Regions from separate parts of the Gasterosteus aculeatus genome. Here region 2 is linked to region 1. The links are chromatin contacts, called in public Hi-C maps. All regions are on one chromosome and are shown on one strand. Each heading gives the region's core, a stretch centred on a gene start, on an enhancer-like site or on the middle of the called end of the contact. The rest is flanking DNA. Distances are from core to core; before and after follow the strand shown.

The links. A called contact is a pair of places that touch in the nucleus more often than the background predicts.
Region 2: a Hi-C map of liver shows a contact between it and region 1, with 7 times the contacts expected there. The contact joins the enhancer-like site here to the promoter of atxn1a in region 1. A contact is called at or near these places in 6 of 6 Hi-C or Micro-C datasets (blood and trunk muscle, liver, skeletal muscle and 2 more).

The regions. Positions count from the first base shown.
Region 1 is chr10:7,154,024-7,159,629 of fGasAcu3.hap1.1, reverse strand. It overlaps atxn1a (ataxin 1a), which reads right to left and starts at 2,381. Exons shown (of 5, transcript XM_078081397.1): 1 at 2,241-2,381.
Region 2 is chr10:7,201,781-7,207,386 of fGasAcu3.hap1.1, reverse strand. All of the region lies in intron 3 of atxn1a (ataxin 1a), which reads right to left. Among protein-coding and RNA genes, the nearest start is that of gmpr, 21 kb to the left of the region's middle. Within about 2 kb of position 3,191, at least 7 of the 9 cell types and tissues checked have open chromatin away from gene starts, as enhancers often do. A contact at or near this core is called in liver, where this site is marked.

The DNA.
Region 1 (5,606 bases), core at 1,132-3,631:
AAGTGCATGCGTGGGTGTGGTAGGCGGGTGGGCGGAACGGCACATCTGATTCACAGCAGCATGACCGCACTCAGGGCCCTGGCAGTTTTTTGCTTCTTAAAGCAAGCCTGATCGTTTTTGCGCTTGCTCTTTGCTCGGAGACCCATTCGACCCTCTGTTTGACTACCTCGTACCATAGATGCCTGTGTGTCATCACCCTCTGCGGTGTTCATCTCTCCTCTCACATGTACTCACCGCCCATAAGACGTCAAGCTGTTTGTTGTCGATTCCAATCCTAATTGACCCAGTGCTAAAGTTCAACTTTGTTCCATCCCATCCCTGAATTTCATTCCTATGTGCTAAAATGCCCCATTTCCACTCGGTCTCCGCCCACATCTGCAAGGCAAACACTGTCACGGCACCAAAACTGTTGTATTCAAATTCACAAAGCAGCCAACTATGGCCCACACTCTCTTAATACTGTTTGAGGATTGATATTAAGCCAAACACGACCAGAACGGCACGCTACATCTTCCCCCGAGTTGCCACACGTGTCCGAGCTCCGTCAAAACTCAAGTTGGTCCACTATAAAAAACGCTATCCCACCTTAAATGCACCTGAGCCGGAGTTTTTGCCAGTCTATTGGGCTTTTAACAGCAAGTGGCGAGCACGACCAAGAATAACGCTCTCGACAAGTTGTAGCATTTATTCACTGCAACGATTCATCCACACTTGATTCAACCATTGACTTTATAATCACTCACTGACGAAGCTGCACACAGGCACCAGGTCTGTTTATTGCAATATTTTGGCAATACTACAGATGTTTGGGGTGTGCAGTGCATACAAGCAGGTAGCTACACTGCACAAGTGTAAGTATACGGATGTTCATGGTACCTGAGGAAGTGTTTGTGCGGTGATTCATAAAGTGGGGGTTTGGGACCATAACGGGGGTCTGTGAAAAGATTGATGAAATTCATAACTTAGCTTTTAGTTGTGATTATTAAAGGGAAAGCACCTGACAGTACATTTATTAAATTGTAATAAAACCATCCGTGAAACTTTTACATTTTGCAATAATTTACACTCTTTGGACTGTTTGTTAAATCGACATGTCAAATTCTTGTGTTTACATTTAGTTTATCATTTATATATATTCAAATAGATTATGACGAGATATCTGTGTAAGAAGCAATAAGGAAAATCAATACTAAAGAACTTGCATAGGGAAGATTTTTGCAATCAGAAATCCAATGTGCAATTGGTCATGCAACTTTGCATTTTATGATAATAAACGCTTCAAACGGGAGAAACATCAGAGCGCGATGCAGCTTTTCATTCGGCCTTCTGCCCGGTCTCGTTTAAACGCACAGGAGGAAGCACCGGCTCCCGGTCCACCCGGAGCGCGACTGCGAGGTGTAAACAGAGTAAAAATAGCCCGCTATCGCACGGCTTCCCTACGGTCCCGTTATATAATGGCCCGAGCCCGGATGAATGACATCACGCGCAGCGCAGCAACCACAAACCCGATGTCCTCTACAACCCGCTGCCGGCGCGAGACGCTCCGTAGTAGCCTCCACGTTACGTCCGCGGCCGTGTGCGATGAGCGGCCCGGACGCGCGCGACGCGAACGTGGCCACGTTTTCGCAAAAGGAGGACGAACGCGGAGCGCGGTCCTAGTTTGTTTCTTCGCCTCTTTTTCGCGCAGAGAAAAACACTTCCGCGATGGTGAAACTGTTTTTAAAACGCCTTTGGCAGTCGGGAAAGAGTTGGAAAGGAGACATTTGTTGATAAAAAGCGACGTGCTTTTTCGCGGCGCGTGTCAACGTAGGAAACAAGCGTGTAAAGCGCAAACGTCGAGTGGCGCAGTTGCTGAGTGCACAGCGGCTCGCGCGACGCCGGCTCGCCCGGCGGACGCGCTCTTCGCCCGGGCAGAATCCAACCAAACTCCCCCCCCCCCCCCCTCCCTCCCTCCCCGCTGCCTTTCGCACCACTTAAACACAACTTTGCATTCACGCTCCGAAATGACAAGTAGATACACCCGAAGCCCGCGCGACCACGTACCGTTTGGGTCACTTCACACGTCACCCCACGGCTTTGGAGTAAAGAAAATTAAAAAAAACACACAGAGCGTCAGCGCCACCCGGCCCAGTTTCTTCCAGCCATTTTTCTCTTCACAGCTTCCAAAAAAAAAGAGGTAAAAAGTGCGTGGTGACAAGTGGCTTGAACGAGCGCTGGCCGGACGGTTCGGGCCGACTTACTGTTGGGAGAAACGGGCTGCCGACTCGGTGTCCCTCCTGGTCGCCGGGGCTCCCCTGCTCTGCTCCGGCGCTGACGGTGGGAAGCGTCTCCCCTCCTGGTGGTGCGTTCGCAGCGCGCACGGCTAACAGCCTCTCTGCCCCCACCTTCAGAGAGATGGAGGGAGAGGGAGGGCGGGAGCGAGAGAGAGAGAGAGAGTTAAAAAAAAAAAAAAAAAAGAAGCAGCAGTGTGTAAGCTACTCATGCGAAAACATGACAAGGCTCCGAGCAGACAGTGAATTACAGGTTTACTATCAGCGGCCACTAGTGCGTCACAGGGCACGGGCCGCTTTCAGTTCAACAGTGTATGGATATGTATTTATTTTATAGCACAGACTGCTTCAAGCGTTGTAGGAAATCCACGAGGTGCGTGTGAGTGTTTTAAAAAAAAAATATTAAAATATGAATAAATGTCCATCATGAAGCTTTTTCCACAGATCACTCACAACGCGTGAGGAGGATAGTGTCAACATTTCTACTACTTTTTAATTAACATTTAAATGTCAATCCATTGTATACATATGACTGCTGTTATTTATTCGTTAGAATTCACGTTTCAAATCAGTTTTTAGAATGGGAGGCATTGTTGCACATTAAACTACCCAACAATATATTCACTATAACAATAAGCTCTGCCCCTTTCAGCTACAACCTCAAATGCTAAAGATAAGATGTTATCATTCAGACTAATATACCACTGACAGGGGGATTCTGCTGCATAATTCAGTTGTAGTGTTATTACTTTTACCTAACTAATCAATTTTACTATGTTTTTCATCATGAACAGGATCAAATGTAGTCGTCCTGTGCACAAAAATGACTATGAAACAAAAATAAAAGCACAAAGCCATTTTGTTCCCTCATGAAAATAAATGTGTAGCCGTAGTGTCATTTGACTTGAATAACGTATAACAACGCGAGGCGGAGATCTCCGGGTGAATCGGCTCAGCTGACGGCAATGACTGAAAGTCAGCTGACAGTGACACGGTGGAACATCTGAACTGCTAATAGCACATAAACACACACACACACACAGCATGAAAACATACACACAGCATTGTAAGTAAATACTAAGAAACATGTGATGAAAGATGCTTGCTTGTGAGCTGCTATATTAATTGGTTTCTCTATGGCTCAGTTACATATTGAATTTAACAGGCAGGTGCTTTTACTCTATTATCAACCACAAAATGACAATTGCATTGTGTAAATATATATATTATAAAAAGATACTGCTGCTGAAAAGCATTGAAATCTTTTTTCTTTTTCAACTTGACCTCCGCGACCTCTTCCAGATTTTCCGACGTGGCAACAAGCTCTTTCGCATCCCGGTGACAGGAGAGTGCAACCTGACACTGACCCGTGGCGCCGAAGGGTGACAGACGATCCGGGATGTATCCCACTCCCTGCCAGTCACTCAATAAGTGGCCTATTGTCCGGCGCTCCATTGTGCCCCCTGTCACATGTGTGGCAAACAAAGAGACGGAGAGGCAGGCCGCACCGTGTGCCAGGAGGCTAGCGTTACATTCGTGGCCTGCATGCATAGAAACGAAGAGGCACGGTCTGGTTGTGAAAAGGTAACAAAGGAGATTCAGTTCACAACACTTTATTATGCAGGCTGTATCCATGCTGTCTGATACTTTAACTCCCCACAGTGTCCCCTGCGATGCAACTTTCACGTTGTAGACAGAATGAGTTGCCCACACAGCGTAATGGGGGTCTTTTCAGAATTCAAGAGGAAACGGGGAGCTGACAACATGTTTTCTTAAAGTAAATCCCCGGGTCAACCTGATTTGTGATTTAATCGTGGGGTTGCTGGGTGTTCTGCTTGCTCAGAGAAGTGCATGCATATCCTCAGCTGCAAGAACACAAGCATGTACTCGTTCCTGTCTTCACTCACTCTCTCACTTTAGTCTCTGCATGTACTCACAGGAATACACCTCCTCAGTGGGTTGATGAAGACATGCACAGTTTAGCCAAAGTCAATTGTGCAACTTCCTGTCTGCCAAATCCTTCATTCAAATAAACTGCACCATTGAGGCTGCTATTTAAATACACAGTTTTGTGTGTGTGTGTGTGTGTGTGTGTGTGTGTGTGTGTGTGTGTGTGTGTGTGTGTGTGTGTGTGTGTGTGTGTGTAGTGTAGTGGGGTGTGAGGTGCTTGAGGAATTAAAAAGAGCTGCTCCCAAAAGGAGGAGCAGATTGTTGCAGGGTTGGGTTACTCCCTAGAGATGTTTCTGTGTTCTTTGTCTGAGGGACGACACAGTGAACCAGGTGTGGAACGTGAAATGGAGACTTGCTGTTTCTACCTGCATGCCGTTTTTGTGTGATTAAGTTCAAATGCATCTTATTTAACGGCGAGCAATTGAAAAGCTCTCTTTTTGGGTAAAGGTTGGCAAATGGAATATTAGAAACATGACTTTGCCAGATGTATCATCTCTGTTCATCCTATTATAAAACAGGCTTCTCCCAGACAACAAACAACTGACGCCCAATTGTTGTGTCAATTCATAACCTCTGCAGGTCAAAAAACCAAAACAGATGTTCAAAAAAGAGTCATGTTCTTTAAGGGACGTCTCTGTCTAAATGTGCAAACAAGGAATTTGACACCTCACTTGGGATATGAATAAGTAACTCTTAAAACACACACTGAGATACGTAAATAATTAAAAATCCCTCGTGTTTGAGGCAGCTTTTAATGGATTTTTCAAGATTTGAATGCCCATGGACGTCTGTGCAGAGTAAGAAAGCGGCACACAAAAGCAGCCGCCACTTGTCACGGTGCATTCAGCTATTGTGCACCACAGCGTTTCAGTCTCTTTATCTCTATGTGAGGGTTACCAGTTACCGGTGTGAAGATCTAAGCAGGAGAAAGCGGAGGCCATTGCATCAACCTGTGGGCTCATTAAACTCTGAGCAAAATGCAATAATGACTTTCACAGCAGAAGAGGAACGGACATCCCGTATGCTTTGAAAATAGCTGTCACTTAAGATTTCAAGGTTGTCTGCTTAAGCCCTCACACTGTGCACAGAGGAAGGTGTGTTTTACAGCTGCTAACTGCTCCCCCTTTTGCTCAAAAGGTGGAAGTGTTTACAAGTTACAGATGCTGAAAGGGAATCATGATAAACACGGTGCATGGAGAATCAATGAGTTGATTCCTCCTTTTAAAAAGCGCATGGTAATGTTCCCATTCCAACAATATATTAGATATCCAGGTTTCCCTCTGCATTGTTCGTGTTATATATTTCCTCTTCCACGTTGGGAAGCTGCTGTCTGTAATTCGAGGCGCTCCTCCTGTCGACATCGTCCCGGACGGGCCACCAGGAGAG
Region 2 (5,606 bases), core at 1,942-4,441, 47 kb before region 1:
TGCGATAAAGAGGAATATTCGGCGTCTCTGAGCTCCGAGATCAGAGACATAATCGGCCGTCACATCAAACGCTGACAGAGTGTGTAGATCCAGCAGCCGTCTACGCCACACAGCTGGTGTTTCATGCAGTGAAGTGCAATAAGCATGGATTGCTATGGGCGGCGTTGTTACTGCAAGAGACGGGGAGTAAACTACTACTACTACACAAAAACAGGGGTTTGTCTTACAGCGAGAACTGTAAATTAATCATTGTAGGAAAAGAGGAACAATATTTAGCCATTTAGTTTCATCGCATGAAGGTAATACGACAAACTTGTTTGCTGACGCCTGTTAGTATTTATTTAGACATCTATGTGTTTGTGTCATTTAATCAATTGTTAATATGAAAATATCGATTAGAGCAGCTTCAGATAAATTCCTGCAGGAGCCGAGGGTCACAGACGGACCCTTAACCGACTTCATTAGGGAGCTTCCCTGCAGCGTTAGTGGAGATTTAAAGAGGGAGACGGAATAAAAAAAGAGGCCGAGTGAGGGAGAAGAAGCTGTGAACGAGACAAAGTCTCACTGTAAACTCCTCAGATCACACTTTCTGGGATGCGGGGTGCAGACATGAGGAGGGGCGAGCTCAACTGACCCACAATGCACGCAGAGCATCGCTTCACTAAAACCGACTCACTGAGAATCTTGCTGAGTTTGCATCTGTGTGTGTGTGTGTGTGCGTGATATCAGATGACGTGTAACACCAGCCGTCTGTCCTCCATGTGCTTCAGTCTCTCTCTCTCTCTCTCTCACACACACACACTCCCCCCGGCCCCTCACACACACACACACACACACACACAGAGTCACAATGATCCACCAAACCAAAGTCTCTGTGTGGATGTGAGTCAGTAACCTGAATCGTTCACTCATGCGCTGTACTATTGTCCTTCTACGGTCAAAACAGTGGAGGTTCTCGGGTTTCTCCCCCCCCCCCCCCCCCCACCCCCCACACACACACACACGCGTTACACACGTACTACTGGATTGTAAAATACTCACACATGTTTTGATTAAAAAGGAGGTACCTTTCATGTACCAATTATGTATAAAACATATAGTTACATATAGTTGTTATAGTTACATGTTAAATGAATAGGTTAAAACATCTAGCGTTCTGTAACTCAAACTGTAATGTGGTGCTTTGCCTTCATGGCATCCGGTCTACAATAATAAGGGCAGCAGCACTGTTACTATGGTAACCCCATCACGAAGTGTTTACAGCCAGGTCAGACATACAAAGACACGCGCATTGGGTTTAATAGTTCTACAGTACGTAAGATACAAAGTAATGAATTTTGCAGCAGTAAATGTGTGTAATGTTTTTCAACAATACATACATGTAAGGAATGTGTCCCTCGTCTATACAGAACGCTCTTAAGATGGAATGCAACATTATCATTGCATCGCTATGTAATAAACGTCACTGAACACGACATTATCACATTCTATTTCAAAGAATTCAGTGTTAAACCCTCGTTATTACGTTCTGTTGGTGGAATTAAGTGGAGCCGGGGGCCCAAAGCGTCCAGACGACCTGGGAGCGATTTGTTTTTTACTGAAGATGCCCCGCCATCGACACAAAGACAATGTTCATCTCACAATATGATTAATAATTATCAACTAACTTGCCACTCTGTGGTCTCCAAAAGCTTTTAGATAAATGTGAGTGTGTGTGCGTGTGGGTTTGTGTGCGTGCGATTGCGCAGTCATCATCATAATTGTGATCAGAGGGATAAGTCCAGCGTGAAGTGTCGTCTCACTGCTAAATATAGTCCAGCTGGAAAGTACGCTGGAGGTGCTGCAGGCTTATGCTCCTCTCTCACTCTCTCACTCTCTACTTCCTCCAAGTCTCTCTGTAGTTTTTTGCCGTGGGTTTTTTTCATCAGTGCGGGTGTGTGTTTGCGTTTGCTCGTCGGTACCGTTGGTGAACAGTGCAGACTGGGAGCTCTGACAAGACGGCAACTTCCCCCCCTCTCACTGTCCGCTGGGGATTAAACACAAACAACAACAACAAACACACACACACACATATGGTCAGATAGTTGGAGAGTAATGGAGGATCTGCAATCGACAGACGGAGCGTTAGAGGAGAGGGAGAGAGTGAGGAGTGGAGCAGAAGCGAGGTAGAGGGAGATAGTGGTAAAGAAAGAGAGACATAGAGGGGAGTGTTTGGGAGGCAAATGACTGGGAGTCTCTTTTGTAAAAAAAAAACCAAACACTTAAGGCAGCGTCGCATGACTTGCACTTTCTCACCTCTCAATAACCCTCTGGAAGGGAGGAGAAACACAGAGCCCGATGGAAGGAGAGGAGGGGGGAGAGGAGGCGGGGGAGGAGGGGGGGAGGAAACACCAGCGCTCGAGAAATGAGCATCGACGGTTGTAGGAGAAACTAGGACAGACGCAGTACGCACTTATAAACGACAAACTGTGATACAACGAGACGAGCTTTGGGGACTAACGGGTGTATGCCGACTCTCTCTCTCTCTCACACACACACACACACACACACACACACACTCACACTGTGCAAAGTGTACTTACCAGGGCAGCCGGTGGAGCCCACTTCTGCAGCATGCCCGCCCCCTCCATCTCATTCCTGCTCTCCCTAAACTCCCCCCCTTCTCCTGCTCTGCCCGGGTCCCTTGTAAAGCGCCCCGAGTCTCCCTCTCCGTCTCCCTCTCTCCCCCCTCCAGCGAAAAATCCTGAGCAGATTCAGTGTACCTGTGCCACAAACTGCTCGCGGCCTTTTCTCAAACCACGGCCCCCCTGCCTCCCCCCTCTCCCCCCACTACATAACAGCCCTCTCTCGTCAATCTTAAGAGCGAGGGGGGAAGCTCCCGAACTCCGAGTGATACGCAGCGCTCAGGTGATCACACACACAAACAAAATCGGTAGCACACACTCGCACACGCCCACGGGGAGGGAGTCCCGCATGCAGAGCTCCAACCGCTATTATGCAACGGGCTGAATGTGAGCCAGAGCTCTCACACTGCCTGCCCCCCCCCCACCACACACACACACACACACACACACACACACACACACACACACACACACACACACACACAGCCCCTCCCACGGTTTGCTCGGCCAACTTCATCAGGTATTCATTCAAAAAACACACACACGCCAGCTGGCTTCCCGCCCAGAGACCGCTTACAAGCAGAGACTAGAGAGGGAGGGAGGGAGGAGGTTACAGTGAGAAGGGAAGAGAGAGGGAGTGTGGGGGAGAGGAAGAGGGAGGGAGGGAGCGAGTGAACGGTAGAGATTATAAAGAGAGAGTACACAAAAGACACACATGGAAAACAAACAAATGTATACGTGTGTCTGGGGCAGGGACTATTGTTAATCTTTTGAGTGCTTTTCTACACTTGATGCATTAGGACACACGATCTCACAGAAGTGGTGGGGTAGTTTCTTTTCGTCAGACCGAGTGTAAAACCCAGATTCACATAAAATAATAAATGAAAAAGCTAATAGGCGACAAGTCCTCACGTTTGACAAGCTGTAACCAGAGTGCCACTGTACTCGTTGGCCTTTTCTGTTGCGAAATATTAACCAATTACCAATTAATGCAATTCCAAAAAACAGTTCAGACCATTGACAAATGGCAGGATTGTGTGTATTATCAACACACATGTGCACTTAAAGGTAAAGGTAAAAGGTAAATCTATTTCCCCCTGTTGTGCTCAGATTCAATAAGGCTGCACTTCCCACTTTCGACCACTGGGTGTCACAACGGGTCCCCTCGCTGACAGCATGCAGCAGTCTATTACCGGCAGTTAGCTGACCTACTTAAAAGAACATTTGGAAATAAATATAGATGAAATGCGCTACTCAATGCAAAGCGATGTGGCACGCACGGGGAACACGAGAGTAATCACTCATAAGACGCAGACACACACACGCAGAACACAACGGATTCCCACTGGACTCTACGGGTCTAAACATGCACTAAAAACACATCCTGTTTGTGTTGGTTGGTCTTCCTGTCTGCTTGATTTCACCAAGCAAAAACTAACAAATTGTACCGAGAAAAGCTCAGCTGGATAAGGAGATTGGGAAATAGCCCTTTGCGCAAGTTATAACATTTTATGTCGGAAAGCATTTTGGGTGAAAGCACTGTGAGATGATGTCATGTACCCTTATGTGTTTGCACTTTGTGTTGGGGCAGCTGGACTTTCTGTGGATGCAGTTCAATCCTTGCTACAATGTCTACAATCACAAAATATCCTTCCTGTTCTGAAACCAGACCAGTTTAGATCTAATAACATTTCTTTAAAAAAACATATATGGTATTAGGGACAGTTTGGCATTCCCTCATATTATGAACACATATTCATTTATGTGTATAAGAGATACATCTTATTAAATCTATATATATTATCAAATTATTACAGAAAGTTATAAAAGGAAATGATCTGATGTACAGCCTTAAGAAAGATGTAATATCAAGACAGAGACACAGCGCTTTTCTCTTCTGACCACTCAAAGGCTTCCACACAAGACCAGAGCACACTTTGTTTACAATTGGCGAGAGAGAGAGAGAGAGAGAGAATACCACTTCATCAGAACTGGCTAATGTCCATAGCCACTGAGCAAAATGTTGCATTGCCCCTGAGCTTAGAAATGTCTATAAAGCACATTGCCTCCTAATTATGTATGTGTGTACTTCACGACTTCAGCGTGTTATAAGCATGATATTGTATCACTGAGGTCTCCTCTGCACAGCTGCATCTTGAATACATCGTGGGAAACTTGTCGCAACTCTCCTCTGTTTTTCATATAAACATATTCAAACGATGCAGCTGTAGTAAACACGGGCTGCATTATGCTGAGCCCCAACGGACGGAAACAAACAAAAACAAATTGGGATTTTGTGTTCTTCCTCTGGCACAATTAACCCCACGATTTGGAGGTAAAACGTTGTGGTAAAATGACTGCTCTCTTTTCCCTCCTCGTGTGGCGGTCTCAGTCGGAGCCGGTCACTAAGGAAACGGATGAAAAGCTTCTACACACTCACACCTATATACATATCCCAGACTCTCACACAGAACACACACACGCTCGCCCCCGCAAAACTTTACACACACTCTCTCTCCCCCCCGTCCTCCCCCTCCTCGTCGGGGCTCTCGCGTTGGCCCTCGTCTTTCCATCCATCCGTCTGAGCGTGCGAAGCGATCGAAGGCCGCGTTCCCTCGACGATCTATCGCTCATAACCTCGTTGTAATCGTTGCGTAATCGCGTCAATGGGCGCCCTGCGAGCGCCGCACACAAACGCAGCCTCCCTTCGCCTCCCTCCGTCTCCCCCAACGAGCCCCGTGCCAGTTTGCTGGCAGTGTAGTGCGCGACGTCAACCCAGAGCCACATCCCATTCACAAACCTACTAATCCACACACACTATTAGATCCCGACAGTGTGTGTGTGTGTGTGTGTGTGTGTGTGTGTGTGTGTGTGTGTGTGTGTGTGTAGGATTAGGGAGGGACTGGAATGGATGGGCAAATCACTGCTAAGCTCCTCTATTGCTCTATAATCCTACTACACACACACACACACATGCATTCA